Regions from separate parts of the Mus musculus genome. Here region 1 is linked to region 2. Evidence: chromatin contacts called from public Hi-C data. All regions are on one chromosome and are shown on one strand. The core of a region is the stretch at or near the end of the contact, and the rest is flanking DNA. Distances in the headings are between cores, read along the strand shown. Region 1 has its middle 200 kb from the start of Tacr3. Region 2 overlaps Gm26691 (a long non-coding RNA gene).

Region 1 (4,773 bases), core at 1,616-4,115, 530 kb before region 2:
GCAGTTATTTGCACCCAACCAATGGACAGAAGCAGCTGTTGTTGAACTGGGGAAGGCTGAAAGAAGCTGAGGAGAAGACTGATTCTGTAGGAGGAACAGTAGTCTCAATTAATGTGGATCCCTGAGATCTTTCAAACACTGGACAACCAGACAACATACACAAGCTGATATGAAGCCCCCAACACACATACAGTAGAGGACTTCTGGGTCTGTGTTCAGTCAGAGATGATGCACTTAACCCTCAAGAGACTGGAGGATCCAGGGATTTTAGAAGTCAGGTGGGTTGGAGGTTGGAGACATCCACACAGAGACAGGGGGGTGGGGAGGGGGTGTGGGATGTGGAGGAGTTAGAGAGTTGGATGGGGGGTTGGGGAACTGAATATGGAGTGTAAAATATAAATTAATTTTAAAAGAATATTTTAAAAGAAATGATAAGCTGTTATCAATTTTAGAATACCATGTATTCTTCACTTTTTTTCTTTTCTTCTTCCTTTCTTTTTTTCTTTCAGTTGATCCATCACGAATCACAGTCAGTTTTGACAGGATGAAATGTGCTGTCAAAATACTGTCAATCAGGATTCAAGAGTTACCACTTTTGCAAAGTATCATTCCACACTTGCATTTCACACAGAAGCTTTACTTTGTTTAATGTTTAACTAGCATGTTAAACCAAAATTTTACATCCTGCTTGTAGACCCTGGAATTTGAATTTATAACTTGGAGATCTTGTAGCTATGGAAGTGCCTTTATCTTTGCAATTCAGCATAGATAATGCTGTCAAACTAAGGTGGAGCTGAGTTTCTTGTGCAACAGCATTATCAATGTCCACAACAATCAAAGATAGGGAGAAGGCTTCTTGGGAAAGTGAGAGAAGTTGGCAGTTCTGACTCCACAAACATGACCACTCCACCACCCACATAAATCCTGGCACAGTGACACATACATTCCCCCACCAAGAAGGCAGGACCAAAAGCATCCTTTAGTTTTGTTGGCTAGCCATCCTAGCCTTTCTACGAAGTCCAGGTTCAGTGAATTCTAGCTTCCATTGCGCGCGCGCGCACGCACACACACACACACACACACACACACACACACACACACACATATTCACCACACACTCATAGACATACACATGCCACATATAATACACTCACATACAACATACATGCATATCACATAATACGCCACACATACCACACATGTATACACACCATAGATACTACATACCATATAACACCTATACATTCACCACAAACAACACATTTAAACCATTCACACACACAACACACCATGTACACACACATACCACCCACATAACACATATACATACTCCACATTCACACATCACACAGACACAGCACACATGTCTTGCATACCCTACATAACACACACGCACACACATCTACTGCATTCAAAGGCTGTTTATTTTCACTTTTCCTTTCCCATGAACAAAGTGTCAGCCGCAGCAGAACTTACACAGATGGACGGAGAAGAAAGTCCTTACAACAAAGGTTAGCATGCTGCAGGGTTAAAAACCTCATTTTAATAGAGAAGAAAACCAACCAGCCAGAGTTTTTCACATTTCTCATCTGTGCTATTTGATGGTTGGGTAGTAAAATCATTAAATATTAGTGGACTCTGTCAAATTAGAGAACTAAGATAGCTATTTTCATAGATCAAACTGTATTTTTTTAGATCAAAGAAATGGCTTTTATTTTCTTGAGTTTTTGGTAGCGATTTGATTTTTTAAAACATTCTTGGGATTATGGTAATTACGTCATTTTCCTCCCTCGTCTGCCCAAACATGACCTGAGCGCTGACAACAGAAATCCACACCCTAAGTGGAAGGAATCGACACCCAGTGTGGAAGAATCACCCTACACTCAAGGAGACTCAACCCGAGACAAAGAACTGCAAGCAACCACCGAATGCTGACAGCGGGAGAAAGTGTTCCCCTGGGAAGAGCTCAGAATTGTAAAAGGCAACTTTTCAGAAAACAAAGTTAAAGATATCTTGCCTGGGTTCCCTTTCAAACTTCCATGATGCCCGGGTGTTGTTTCCTTCATTTTCTTATTTGCAGAAATTATTACTGAGAAGCATTCCATGTGGAATAAAGATTGAGTAGCTTTCAGTCTTGTAAGTCAAAAACATCTGGAATTACTCAGCCATTAATAAAAATTGCCAGCGCAGTTCAGAAATAAAAGCAGCACTAGGTGGCACTGGAAGATCGCGGCTCCGTGGCACTCGTTGCTCTTCGTTTTCTCCTATAATTCTCAAGGGGAAGAAGAGGAGCTATGGGGGGAAATCATGGCTACAGAGGTAAATATTAATTCATTTGCCTGCTTTTCCTGGAAGCTATTCCAGAATGTGTTCGTGAAAGCAAATGGCCAATTTACTAGAAGCTTCAGCACAAGGCCCATTAACCATCCCGTTTAGATATAATCAAAGACAGATAAAGGGATTTGCACCCTTGCTTCTGTGGGGGCTTCTGCTGTTCCATTTGCTGAGACTGATGACAGGGACATAGTGTTTAGCTACAGCTATAAAGATACGGATGGCCTCGTTCATAGGTAAATAATCAGTCATCACTTAAGAGATACACAGTTTCTTTCTTTTTTCCTAGCAGAGCAAACACAAAGGGTTGTTCTTTCTCTCTCTCTCTCTCTCTCTCTCTCTCTCTCTCTCTCTCTCTCTCTCTCTCTCTCTCTCTCTCTCTCTCTCTCTCTCTCCCTCTCCCTGAAATGGCATATATTCTAAGTCAGTGGAGTTATTTATTTTTCATTTTGCAATTCCTTCACACTAAGGGTCAGCTTGACTAACCCGCAGCAATGACTCATCTTTTATAGTTGAGGCGTTTGAACGGAAGTCCAGCCCTGCTTCTCCCCACACCCACCCTAATCTTCTTTCATGCGACCATGAAGCCAGCCTTTAAATCCAGCAGAAGATGTTTCTGTCATGCTCTCAAGCTATAAAATCCATTTCCAGGTCTGGAAGACGGGAATGATATGTGGATATTTGTTTAAAAAAAAAATCACGGTTTGTCTGTCCTCCTAGCTAGGTAATGTGAAAGGTCTTTAAATTCAAAATATTTCGAAACATACATCATTTCTTCAATGTCTTCTTCTCAATGGTAAAATGTTATTTTAAAATGGTCACTTTCTGAAGATTTTTTTTTTTTGTTGAATACGGAATTAGAATTCATTTTATCTCTTAAAAATCAGAATGTAATATATATTGATCATATTTTTCCCATCCCCCAACTCTTCCCAGATTCCCCACCATCATCCAACTTTATGTTCTTTTTCCTTTCTTAAAAAACAAAAATATAAAACAGTAAAAAGTACACACACACACACACACACACAAACACACACGGGGGGGGGGATCTTGTCCATCTTGTATTGAAAGCCTTTTAGAAGAATTTTTAAAATATATTTCTTGAAATTTTCACTTTTGTGTATACAATGGATTTGATAACACCACCTCTCTCCCCTCCTTTAATTTTACATATTTAATAGCTCATAGAAATTGTGTGGCATATTTGTGGTTTTGTCAGCCACAGGATCCATTTCTCTCCTAGTGTTTTATTCTTTCCTTTAGCAGAGACCTGGATTGGAGCAGGCCTATTTAAACATGGGATTGGTCATACCTGGTGCTCTGGACTAGGGAATCATCCTGAGCTGGCCGACAGACATCCTGAGCTGGCCGACAGACATCCCGGATGTGAACGGGAAGCATCAGTTGTTCCTTTTAGCTTTTTTTCCTTCCTCCTCCTTCATTTCTTCTCTCCTTCTCTTTCCTTTCATTTTGTCTCTCCTCTATTCTTGTCCTCATTATAGATGTTTAAAATTAATTTTGGAATTCGCACTCCCTTAAGAGTTCCCCACAGATCATTTCTTCCCATTCTCTGGCTAATTGTTAACACTTTTAACATATAACAAAGAAAATTACTATTTGTGTAACAGTCAGAGTATTCCATGTTTGAGAAAAGACAAATTAACATGTTTCTTTTCTTTTCCCCCTTTATTCCTCCAAGTTGGTTAGTTTAAGATCAAGGATAATATCATACACAGTATGATAACAGAGAGACAGTATCTCCTTAGTACACAATGCAATCAATTAGGAATAAGTCAAGAAACTGAATGAAACAGAAAAAGAAGAAAGGAAAAAAAATAAGGAAGCATGAGAGACACAGAGAGAGAGAGAGAGAGAGAGAGAGAGAGAGAGAGAGAGAGATCATTCCTGTGGCATTTTGTGTTTTGGTTTTTACTCTGTCTCGAGATTCTCATTGAGCTTAGTCACATGACCAGAGACACTTACCAGAGATGGATGCTGACACAAAAAATTTCCATCGCAGTATATTTTGTCTAATGACTACAGAAGCTAACATCTGTAAGTGCAGGTTTTCATAGAACTGAATGCTGTGGACTATGGACTGCGTAAGGTTTGAACTGAAAGACATAGGTATCCAAAATGGCCCAGGGTTAGGCTTCATTAAAGACAGAATAGAACAGATGTAATAGTCCCTTTTCTCACCCACAATAATATTCTGACAGTTTCATCTCTCATGTGACTCTAGGAAAATAATATATTTTAATAGAAGTATCCAGAAATTTATTGTCATTTTGAATCTTGAAGAAAAGTTTCCTGGTCTTGAGCTTAGTCATAACCTCCTCATAAAAATATCTACCCTCTGAAGGAGTTTCATGGTTTTTTTTTTTTAAATTGGTCCAACCCACTGACTGAAGAAATAGAGCGACTCTTAATAACATT
Region 2 (5,095 bases), core at 650-3,149:
CACCTGTTGACCTTGGGTACTCCAGTTACTAAGCCTGAGAATACAAAAGGTGTTTTCTATATTCTACAGTATGCTTGTGCACAGTGATGACTAACTGCAGGAATTTATTAAATATCCAGAAGAAGTAGGGAATAACTTACAGGTTATATTTTGCTAACGTATTTTCTTTTTTACATTATTCTTACTAACTTTTTGAGAACCCCATGTAATATATTCTTAATATACCCTCAACTCCTTCTATAACCACCCTTCCTTCCCACTCTCCACTCCCTAACCATTTCATGTTGAGTTTCCTTCTCCCTGACTCCATGGAGTCCAGTTTGTCTTCCTGTACTAATCTTGAGAGTAGAGCACATTTAGGTAAGTTAAAATAAAAATATTTTACCTCTTTTGAAAATAGTGCCATATAGTCTTGCACAAGTAATAGAACAAAATAAGTTTACAGCTTTACTTTAAAGGATCTTTCTGTATTTCTCAAAAGAATCCAACTGTCGCTCGGAATGATGATTTATTCCCCCATTCATATTTTTTTCTATATTGAGAATCCTGGCCATATCCTAGATTCGGCATGAAGAGCGAAGCTGGGGAAAGGGTTATATGAATCCTGAGGAGCAGAGAGGTTACTGCACCGAATCTCTTGATTTACTTTGTGCATTAGACAAAGCCAGACAGGTACGACTTCCGCCATCACCATGCTGAGCACAGACCCTGGAACATAAGTGCTCAATAAATTCTGGTCCAGTCATTGAGATTTTGATAATTATAGAAAATTTCATGTCTGAAACACACACAAACACACAGCCTCTCCAGCTTTAGGAGTGACTTAAGGAGATTCCTTGTGGTGATGCTGATGGCAATGTTATGGGAAGCTGGTGTCTGCACCACCCATTCTTTAGTATTTTTATTGTTATGAGAAGCAGCAGGCCATGAGCCTGGTGAATGCACTTCCAGTAATATCTTTTGGGTAGTAAAATACATACATACATATATGCATACATACATACATACATACTTACATACATACTTACATACATACATACATACATACTTACATACATACTTACATACATACATACATACATACTTACATACATACTTACATACATACTTACATACATACTTACATACATACTTACATACATACATACGTACATACATATTCAGGGCTAAAAGCAGTTTAAGAAACCATTGATTCTGTCCCATTCCCCTTTCAGATGGAAACACAGACCTGCAGAAAACATCAATCAAGACATACATAGAACATGAGATAGGAATCTCTCTCTTTAGGAAGTAACTACCTTGCCTACATGTAAATAAGAGATGACAAAATATCAACAAACCTGGGGCTGAACAAAACTTCCAGATACAGCCCATGATTCTTTGCTTCAGCACGTCCACTGATAGCTAAGCAGATGCCTGTAACACAGGGCCTTAAAATTTAGTGTTCTTGGTGTTTTGCATCAAATCACAATTTGCCTTTCCACAGCTCCACAGCAATAGTCCTAGCCTTGACTTACCAAGCAATAACCACTGCATAATGCCCTCTCCCCTAAGACAGGCATTCTAAACAGCTCACATGGTCCTTAAGTTTTCCTGCTGAGTCCTTCAAAATTGTCCTCAGTGGCATTGTGCTCCTCTATTTTGACAAGACTGTTGTGTATTAGAAGTTTGTGCTGGAGTCTCTAAAAAGGATTTCAGCCAAAGGAAAGAGAAAATAAGCCTCAAGTTGGCATAAGTTGGACTTATAAAACTACAAACTCAGAGCAATTTATACTGGTCAGCCTGGATTCTGGGTCCACTTCCTGTGGTTTCTTCTTCTCTGCCTCTATCTCTGTGTTAACTTTCCCTCCAGACTGACTTCCCTCCTAGTCCTTGGATGCCTGCCAGCAGCAATTAGCTTTGCCTGCTGCCTCATTCAGCAAGAAAGACAGGTTGCCTCCCATTAACTGCTGGGGGAAAAAACACTGAGATTTACATCAATTGGCTACTTCTGAACCAATCCCTAAAACCAGAGGCATGCCAGGCGCTGATAAGCTATGGCCTGGACTAATTAAACCAATTAGAGTGCAAAAGAAGATGGAATTTTTCTTCTTTCTGATTGGCTTTTGCTGCTCACTGTTTCTACTTGAAGTGAAGGTCAAAGAGGGCCTAGGTATGAATTATTTATCACTCATATTAAGGTAGGAGGGATAGAGGTTAGGAAAAGAGATCCTCTGTCTAACATGATTTTGGATTGTATATAACAGTAGTGGGCGGGGGGGGGGGGGGTCCTGCCAGTGGTCAAGCTCAGTGAAGTCTTATAAATCATTCATTCCTATTAGGAATCATTCATTCCTATTGCTATTTCCCTCATATTGGATATGCTCCTCAGTTGATGCATTTATCGTGGTCTGTGAATCAATACCCTTTGAGAGAGAGGGGTGGAGAGTTTTGAGTTTGTACTTATCACCAGTACATAGCTCTGTTTCAAATTTTGCTTTTATTTCTTTGACATTAACTTTTCGAAGCCCAAACATCACTATAGAACAGAAAGTCAAAGCTGTACCTCATATCTGCAACTGGATCTCAATGGCCTATTTCTTCCTGCTTTGGTCTAGCTACTAAAACTCTTCTGAATCCGGCTCTTATCAACGTATCTGCTTACTCTTTCCAGACTGATGTCTCCTCGGCCAGATTAGATTATAAAATGTAACTGAAACACAGCTAAGAACAAAGCCGAGAGACATGCTAGGAGAAGCGTACCTGTCAGCAAGCATCAAATTAGTAATTGCAAGCCCAGCTGTCCTCTGCCTACCTCTATCAGCCAGTGAGATTTCTGCCCTTCACCACAAGGACACGTGCGTGATTTCATAAAAATCCTTACCTAGACACAAACATTACCTCTCAACCCTCTGAAATTTCCCAGGCTACTCAACCTACAGAAAATTAAATAAGGCTAATTTAGCAGCGATGCTTTTAGTGCACTCTGTCTGGAATGGGAGGTAGTCTCATTATTTCCTAAGCACTCTCAATTTCTTCTTAGGGTAATCCATTCTAGAATGTATTAAAGATCAACATTGCTGATCTAATAGTTTCCAGAACTTAGCCATTTCACCCTTTGAGGGAACCAGGATTATTCACTCAGCTCACATCCTGACAGGACTGCTCACCTCTGTGACTCTGCAGTTAACTGCCAATCATTCATGATTGCATCTGCACGTCCATCGAACTTTACCTCAGAATGTAACTTATCTATGGCTGTAAACTTGAATTCATTTAAGATGCATAAATGGTGTCTTACGTCTTCTTTTTATTTATTTATTTTTCTGGGACTTCACATCCAATGGTGTTCTTTTCTTCATTCTATTTGGAATGATAACTTTGCCAGAGTGGCAAGGACAGGTGTAAATTGGAAGTAGGCTGATTCTTCTTTCTGCCTGGGATGGCTAATATTGATTGTCAGCAGGATGTACAATTACCTGGAGAGACTAGTCTTCGAGTATTTCTGCAAAGTTAGATAGGGTTAATTGAAAAAGGAAGACCCACCAGAAAAGCCCTGGGGTCCTATACTGAAGAAAAGAGTGAAGACTGGTGTGGCTTCAGCGTTCATTGCTCTTTGCTTCATGACTGTGGGTTCAACATGTCCAGCTGTTTCATGTTTCTCTGCCATGCCTTCCTCGCCATGATGCATGTTCAAGCTGTGAGCCAAGTAAATCTCTCTTTCCTTTTAGCAAACTTTGTCAGGTATGTTGTTATGACAACAAGTAAGGGACCTAACACCCTTACTCTATTTAATCTCCCATTTTCTTTACTGGTCAGTGGGGTGACCCACTCTTCTTACATTTATCCAGTATGCTAGTAAATTGTGATTTGTACATGTCTTTCCACATGTTAGGAACATTTTCACCTTTTTTGTAGTTAATGTTTGTTTGTGAGTCAGACCTTTGAGACAGTGTCACTAAGAAGCCTTCATCAGTACTCCAAGTTTTTACCTTACTCCCCCTGATAGCCTTTAATGGGAGATTTAGTACTGTATTGTGTCTGCCTGATTAGCATTCTGCATGCTCCATTTGGCTGTCAGTAGCTGGAGGGTAGACATGTTTCCTTATGCTTTTCTGCAGAGAAATTCTTGGTGGTTGACACCACATAGTAGCTTCGTTAATATGAGTAATCACTGAGTGATTTAAACATGTAAGGTTCATTTTCTAAATTTAGCATTTTTTTTCCATATATAAACCCAGAGTCTTTCACTAATGCCAGAGAACAAGTTTCCCTGGTGGTCAAACTTAAAGTAACAATTGCTCTTTAACTTTTCCCAGTAAAAAATAATCTAAGATGTTCACTTTTAGTGAAGCTCCTGTGTCTGTTTCTTTCCTCTTCTCCTGGAGCAGAGCACTGAATTGCTCTGTAATGGAAATAATCTCTTTCATGATTACAGCCGCTTTCCCAACTGTCCTGTCTGAAACTTGAAGCCCACTCACATTCCTCTGCTTGTTTGCCCCGCCGCACATTTTCCATGACTTTCTGCTCATGCTTTGCTCTCTCTCTTACTGTAGACTTGGATGACAACTTTCAGCAGCCTCAATGTCACAGCCTGAACGCAGTCCTGTCCTGGGATATCCACTGGAGTAGCCAATTATCAGTTGATTCCGGCTCATAAATTGCTTTGATTCATGGTGCTTTATCACAGCAATACAAAAGTAGCTAAGACAATTCCCCATCCCTGTTCCTGACCATCCTTGCCCCCTCTCTGAAATCCAATGTGTCAAGCTTTCACTGTCCACATTTCTCTCCACCTTCTTGTCTTCCAGTCCTCCAGAATGCCTTGCAGAACTATACTTATAGAATTCCAGAGGTCATGTAGCCAGGAATTCCAAAGTTAGCTGCATTCTTCCCAGAATCTAATTCCAAGAACCAGCCATGTGCTCAGGAGCATTATAACACTGACCCCTCTCAGCTAATTTCCTTGTTGCCAGAAGAAATCAACTGAGAAAGGAAGAGGTTAATTTGGATTGTTACAGTCTATTCTGGCCTAGAAGTTACAAGGGCAGGAAGGTTAAGGCAGCTGGCCACATTGTATCCATAGTCAGAAACATAGAACAAAGAAAGTTGAGGT

Evidence for each region. A called contact is a pair of places that touch in the nucleus more often than the background predicts.
Region 1: a Hi-C map of the N1E-115 cell line shows a contact between it and region 2, with 18 times the contacts expected there. The contact joins two enhancer-like sites.

Annotation. Positions count from the first base shown.
Region 1 is chr3:134,627,448-134,632,220 of GRCm38.p6, reverse strand. No RefSeq gene overlaps it. Among named protein-coding and RNA genes, the nearest start is that of Tacr3, 200 kb to the left of the region's middle. Within about 2 kb of position 2,865, at least 48 of the 459 cell types and tissues checked have an H3K27ac peak or open chromatin away from gene starts, as enhancers often do. A contact at or near this core is called in the N1E-115 cell line, where this site is marked.
Region 2 is chr3:134,096,770-134,101,864 of GRCm38.p6, reverse strand. All of the region lies in intron 2 of Gm26691 (a long non-coding RNA gene), which reads left to right. Among named protein-coding and RNA genes, the nearest start is that of Gm26691, 50 kb to the left of the region's middle. Within about 2 kb of position 1,899, at least 25 of the 459 cell types and tissues checked have an H3K27ac peak or open chromatin away from gene starts, as enhancers often do. A contact at or near this core is called in the N1E-115 cell line, where this site is marked.